Regions from separate parts of the Mus musculus genome. Here region 2 is linked to region 1. Evidence: chromatin contacts called from public Hi-C data. All regions are on one chromosome and are shown on one strand. The core of a region is the stretch at or near the end of the contact, and the rest is flanking DNA. Distances in the headings are between cores, read along the strand shown.

What was found. Hi-C and Micro-C count contacts between places; a contact is called where the count stands out from the background.
Region 2: a contact with region 1 is called in a Hi-C map of cerebral cortex, with 2.4 times the contacts expected there. The contact joins two enhancer-like sites. A contact is called at or near these places in 2 of 15 datasets of contacts at CTCF or cohesin (large pre-B cells and pro-B cells), 1 of 484 Hi-C or Micro-C datasets (cerebral cortex) and 2 of 115 datasets of contacts at active chromatin or transcription factors (large pre-B cells and neural progenitor cells).

Annotation. Positions count from the first base shown.
Region 1 is chr13:82,307,160-82,309,859 of GRCm38.p6, reverse strand. No RefSeq gene overlaps it. Among named protein-coding and RNA genes, the nearest start is that of Gm24295, 260 kb to the right of the region's middle. Within about 2 kb of position 1,304, at least 4 of the 459 cell types and tissues checked have an H3K27ac peak or open chromatin away from gene starts, as enhancers often do. A contact at or near this core is called in cerebral cortex, where this site is marked.
Region 2 is chr13:83,654,941-83,657,640 of GRCm38.p6, reverse strand. It overlaps Mef2c (myocyte enhancer factor 2C), which reads right to left. Exons shown (of 11, transcript NM_001347575.1): 9 at 2,005-2,134; 10 at 1,289-1,424. Gm52044 (a long non-coding RNA gene) reads left to right here. Exons shown (of 3, transcript XR_003950630.1): 3 at 1-2,700. Among named protein-coding and RNA genes, the nearest start is that of Gm52044, 6.0 kb to the left of the region's middle. Within about 2 kb of position 1,355, at least 37 of the 459 cell types and tissues checked have an H3K27ac peak or open chromatin away from gene starts, as enhancers often do. A contact at or near this core is called in cerebral cortex, where this site is marked.

The DNA of each region.
Region 1 (2,700 bases), core at 55-2,554:
TCATTGGAAAATAGTTAAGACACTGCACTTCACTTGGTACCCTGAGGAGTTCAGCAATGACAAGAAGACAGATGGGGAGTGTGTCTGGAGCAGACGTTACTCTTAACCTTTTTTGTCTTTTCTCCTGTCACACTCAGTGAGGACACCGAGCAAGCACTCACATGCACCATGGTTCGCACGCATGATGTCCTAGTGCTGGCTACATGGATTGCAACATTTGTCAGAAAGGCAGCTCTGGAGCTCACTGGCTGCATTAAGTACTACAAAGCATCATTCTTTGTTGCCTGAAGAGCAGCAATCAACCCAAGCCTTTTTCAAAGACAATTTTCTTTTTCTTTAACCAATTTACTAATCTTTTAGATGTGTTTTATACACTCCTCCTTTCATGGTTGATATTATAAATATAATTTTTCTTAAATTATTTATCTTACTTTTCAGATTATAATTACATCACTTTATCTTCCCCTTTCCTTTCTCCAAATATTATCATATATCTGTCCTTGCTCTCTTTTAAAATCATTGCCACTTTTAAATTAATTTTTATTATATACATACTTATACAGGCATATACATATATATTCTTAAATGCATAAACATAACCTGTTCAGTCTATATAACCGTATCTGTATGTATGATTTCAATGCTGAATTTTAAACAATTAATAAATATAATTATTTACAACCATGAATATATATTAAAAGAATTACTCTATGTCAAAGCAAAAGACTTCTTTTTCACAAATATTTAATATTGGGATGTTTTTAATTTAAAATAAAGCCCCTAAATTCTCTCTGGACAATACTCTAAAATGCAGTAAAGTCATGGGAGTGTTAGTTACACACCTTGCTGCTTGCCATAAAGGGGAGACAAAGGCTCCTCCCAAGTTTCTACATGATTTTTCATTTGTGCTCCCCCCACTCCCCCACCCCCATTTTTACATGTCCTTCCTGAAAAGAGGACACTGAAGCTGAGATAAAGGGGCTGGATGAGATCAGACAGGCAGGAAAGGGCCCAGAAAACTATCATTCCTCCAGATGAATACTGAACTTTTGATTAAAGATCAAAATTAAAAATTCAAAAGGTTTGGCAACCCTCACAGAACTCATAGCCAAGGGATTAGTCCAGAGGATCCTCCCCTAGACAACTCAAAAGGCCAGGGCGACTGTGAATGGGAGAGTGCGGCTTTGTGCAGGACTGCAAAGGTTTTCAGTGAGGAGATGGCATTTGAGCTAGGTCCTATTGCACGAGTGGGAGTTCGCTGCGCATAGAAAGGAAGGAAGGGCACTCCAGGAAAAGAAACAGCATCTGGGACAAGATAGAGTTTCAAAAAAGTGGCATATTCAGAACGCAGTGAGACATGCCTGTGGCTGAAGCGTAGGGGGCACGTGGGAGAGGAGAAGACTGGGAGATGGAAAATTTTAGAGAAAAGGGCTGGGGAGACTTTGTGAAGGACAAGCACCACTCCCAGCAGGTTTAAGGGATGATGGACAAGGGCATGGCCTAGCACCATCTTGTGGTTTCAGAAATGTCTCCTGGAAGCTTGGACAAAATAGAATGTAAATCCAACAGATATCCAGTTTCCTAGGATATACTCATCAAATGGTTTGATCGCCTTATACTTAGAGGCCACACATGAATGTCCTCTAACTGGGGGACTTTTGGAGGACCATAAGGAATAAAAAATGAGTGGGGAACTTTATAGCTATCTCTAAACAATAGAGAGTGTTTTAAACTTTCTTTCAATTAGCAATATTTCCTTTGAATTGATTGTTTCTCTTTTTCTTTTTCTTTTGTTTTTTTTTTTTGTTTTTATTAGATATTTCCTTTATTTACATTTCAAATGTTATTCCCTTTCCTAGTTTCCCTTCTGAAAATCCCCTATCCTCTCCCATCTCCCTGCTCCGAAACCCATGCACCCCCACTTCCTGGCCCAGGCATTCCCCTATACTGGGCATAGAACCTTCACAGGACCAAGGGCCTCTCCTCCCATTGATGGCCAACCAGGCCGACATTTGCTACATATGCAGCTATAGCCACAAGTCCTTCCCTGTGTTTTCTTTGATTGGTGGTTTAGTCCCAGGGAGCTCTGGGGTTACTGGTTAGTTCATATTGTTGTTCCTACTAGGGTGCTTTAAACCCCTTCAGCTCCTTGGGTACTTTCTCTAGCTCCTTCATTGGGGACCCTGTGCTCCATCTAATGGATGACTGTGAGCATCCACTTCAGTATTAGTCAGGCACTGGCATAGCCTCTCAGGAGATAGCTATATCAGGCTCCTGTCAGCAAGCTCTTGTTCGCATCTGCCATAGTGTCTGGGTTTGGTGGTTGTTTATGGGATGGATCCCCAGGTGGGGCAGTTTTTGGATGGTCATTCCTTCAGTCTCTGCTCTACACTTTGTCTCTGTAACTTCTTCCATGGGTATTTTGTACCCCCTTCTAAGAAGGGTCGAAGTATCCAAACTTTGGTCTTCCTTCTTCTTGAGTTTCACGTGTACTGCAAATTGAATCTTGGATGTTCTGACCTCCTGGGCTAATATCCACTTATCAGTGAGTGTATATCATGTGTGTTCTTTTGTGATTGGGTTACCTCACTTCAGATGATATCCTCCAGATCCATCCATTTGTCTAAGAATTTCATGAATTCATTGTTTTTAATAGCTGCATAGTACTCCATTGTGTAAATGTACCACATTTTCTGTATC
Region 2 (2,700 bases), core at 106-2,605, 1.3 Mb before region 1:
ATTAGCACTGGAGGGAAAGTTTAAATGTCTTAAAAAGAGAAACTCATTGTATAAAATGTAAAATGTAAAATATGTTAAAAGCCTTGATACATCTTCAATGTCAACACTCTTTCAAGAAAGCACAACCATGATGCCATGTGGATTTGCTTCATTGCACACACAGAAGGCTAGGTTTTCCATGGCAGTGAGTAGTCAATGGGGTGGCCGTGGCAAGTGCTGACTGCTGAATGGTATCTCAGAACTCTGGTCTATGTTCTGTCCATACCAAATGATGTTCAGTGGGAGAGGGGAGACAAAGGGGCAAGAACAGCGAGTTGTAGTAATGATTAGTGATGCTTGTTTGCATCACTACCTCCCTAGGCATACAGATACAAGACTAGTTAGTTAATTGGTAACTAAAGTGGCTTAGTAGAAAACTGAAAGTGGGGAGAGCACGTAGGATGTTGGTAAAATATGATAATTTATCTTGAAGTAGTTATATTCCATTTTCTTTTGAGGATTAGCTGAGTTCTGGAATTATTAGTTCAAATTAAAGTGAGGTGTCTGGTATCACTCTTATATGAAGGGGTGCAAATTGTAGATTCAGGGCATTTCTGAAAACCGCTCTATAGATAAACGACAGAAGTCATCTATGACAAAGATATACCTCAAAGCAACCACAAGGGGGCAGAAAGATACATACTTTGACCAGAAAACAACAAAAGTTATTTTTATGCCCAATATTCAGTAATTAGTACTGCATGTGCTAATTAGTATTTGTGCATATATTTTAACACAATGGCTATAACTAGACAACCTATGCTATTATATATGTTACACACATTTAACGCCCGAATAGAAATTCAACACTTGATTCTATGTACAGTAGACTCATATTAGAGGAAATCATGTAGTTTGTACTAAATGAGAACCTCAGCTCAAAAATGTAAAAAAAAAAAAAAAAAAAAAAAAAAAAAAAAAAAAACTATAAATACTTTCAATTTCCCATAAAAACTTCAGAAACCTCACCCAAACCTCCACTACTGACAGAAGGAGGAGGAAACAGACCCTAGAGTATTAAGGAAAGGCTATATATAAAGAATGTGCCTAACTGTTAGCACTCGCCCTTCACCAACAAACACGGGAAGGAATATTTAAGCTACTTGAAATATGTGATCAGAAAGTGGCTTTCCCAGCAATCAAATGTTATGCCCTTTAATGGACATGAAAGCGCATTGTTGAAGACAGACTTCTATCATGTAAAAGATACAGTCTCTGATTATGAAATAAAGACATAACTATTGCTTACCCCAACTGACTGAGGGCAGATGGCGGCATGTTATGTAGGTGCTGCTGCTGCCAGCCAGTTACAGAGCCGAGGTGGAGCGCACTGGCAGTGTTGAAGCCAGACAGAGATGACAGATCTGCGCTACTCAGAGAGTACTCTAGATGGGAGCGAAGGAGCGGCAAGGAGAGAGAGAGAGAGAGAGACAATTAGACTGTCAAATGGTAAGCAAAATCACACAGTTTCAACCTCTAAAACATACTTTGAATCAAAGTTTTTTGATTTAGGAAAAGAAGAAAATAAAACACCACGGATAATTTGAATTTAAAAAGAAAAAAAAAATATTATCCATCTGAGTAAGGATGTCACACTAGATCCACAGTAATAGATCCTGAAATGTTAGCACATTATACTAGCTTTGTTTAAAAGTGTAAAGGATCTATATATTTTATGATCTAGAAATAGGTTTTACATTAAAAATCTTCAAGAAAGTGAGTGTTCTACTACATTAAAGAGACAGTAGCTCAGTTTCTTTGAAATATTGAATTCGATTTGAGTAAATAAAACTTCCCATCACTTAAAAAGGAGCACTGTAGATCACTGAGTAAGACAGAGGTGCTTGTACCATGCATTCTGGACACAGGCCCCACACGAGCTCCCAACAGGGCAAAGAAAATAACTTTTAAAATATGCTTTTTAAAGTGTTTACTGTAATATTTGCACATAGCAAAGCTACTCACCAGTACCATATGTTGTTGAAATGGCTGATGGATATCCTCCCATTCCTTGTCCTGGTAAAGTAGGAGTTGCTACGGAAACCACCGGGGTAGCCAATGACTGAGCCGACTGGGAGTTATTTATCCTTTGATTCTTTTAAAGTAAATAAAAAGACATTATTGGTGGCAGATTTTAAAAAGTTAAAAATATTAGGTCTCACTATTAGTTTTTCACATAAAGAAATAAGTTGGTACAAAGCTCATGAAATTAATCATTTAACATGTGTCTCTATGAACTCTGCCAACCCTATCATTTACAATCCTTCAAGAGACCAGCTGTTGCCATAGTAACCCATTACATCAGTATCTCCTAGGCAACTGAACTAGTAACAAGTACCATAGCTTTATTATGGGTAAAAACAGACTACGTTGAGAACTGATGAAATATGTATACTGTACTGCTATTGTTTCAGTTTTATTCAAATGCAAATTAAAAAATTAAAATCAACCATAGTGGGTTTTGTGATCAGTTCTATGTACAGCAGAGCTGATAGATATGATTCAGGCTATGTTATGGCCAGCAGGTGGCGCTATGACCACTTTCTTCTGCTTCGACTTCCTTGCAAAAGGATGGCAAAGTAGCTAATGCCAGTATTTAACTCCTAATAGCCAGGAGGTAAAGGATGCTTACGCTCAAAATCCTGGTATTTTAAATTTTGA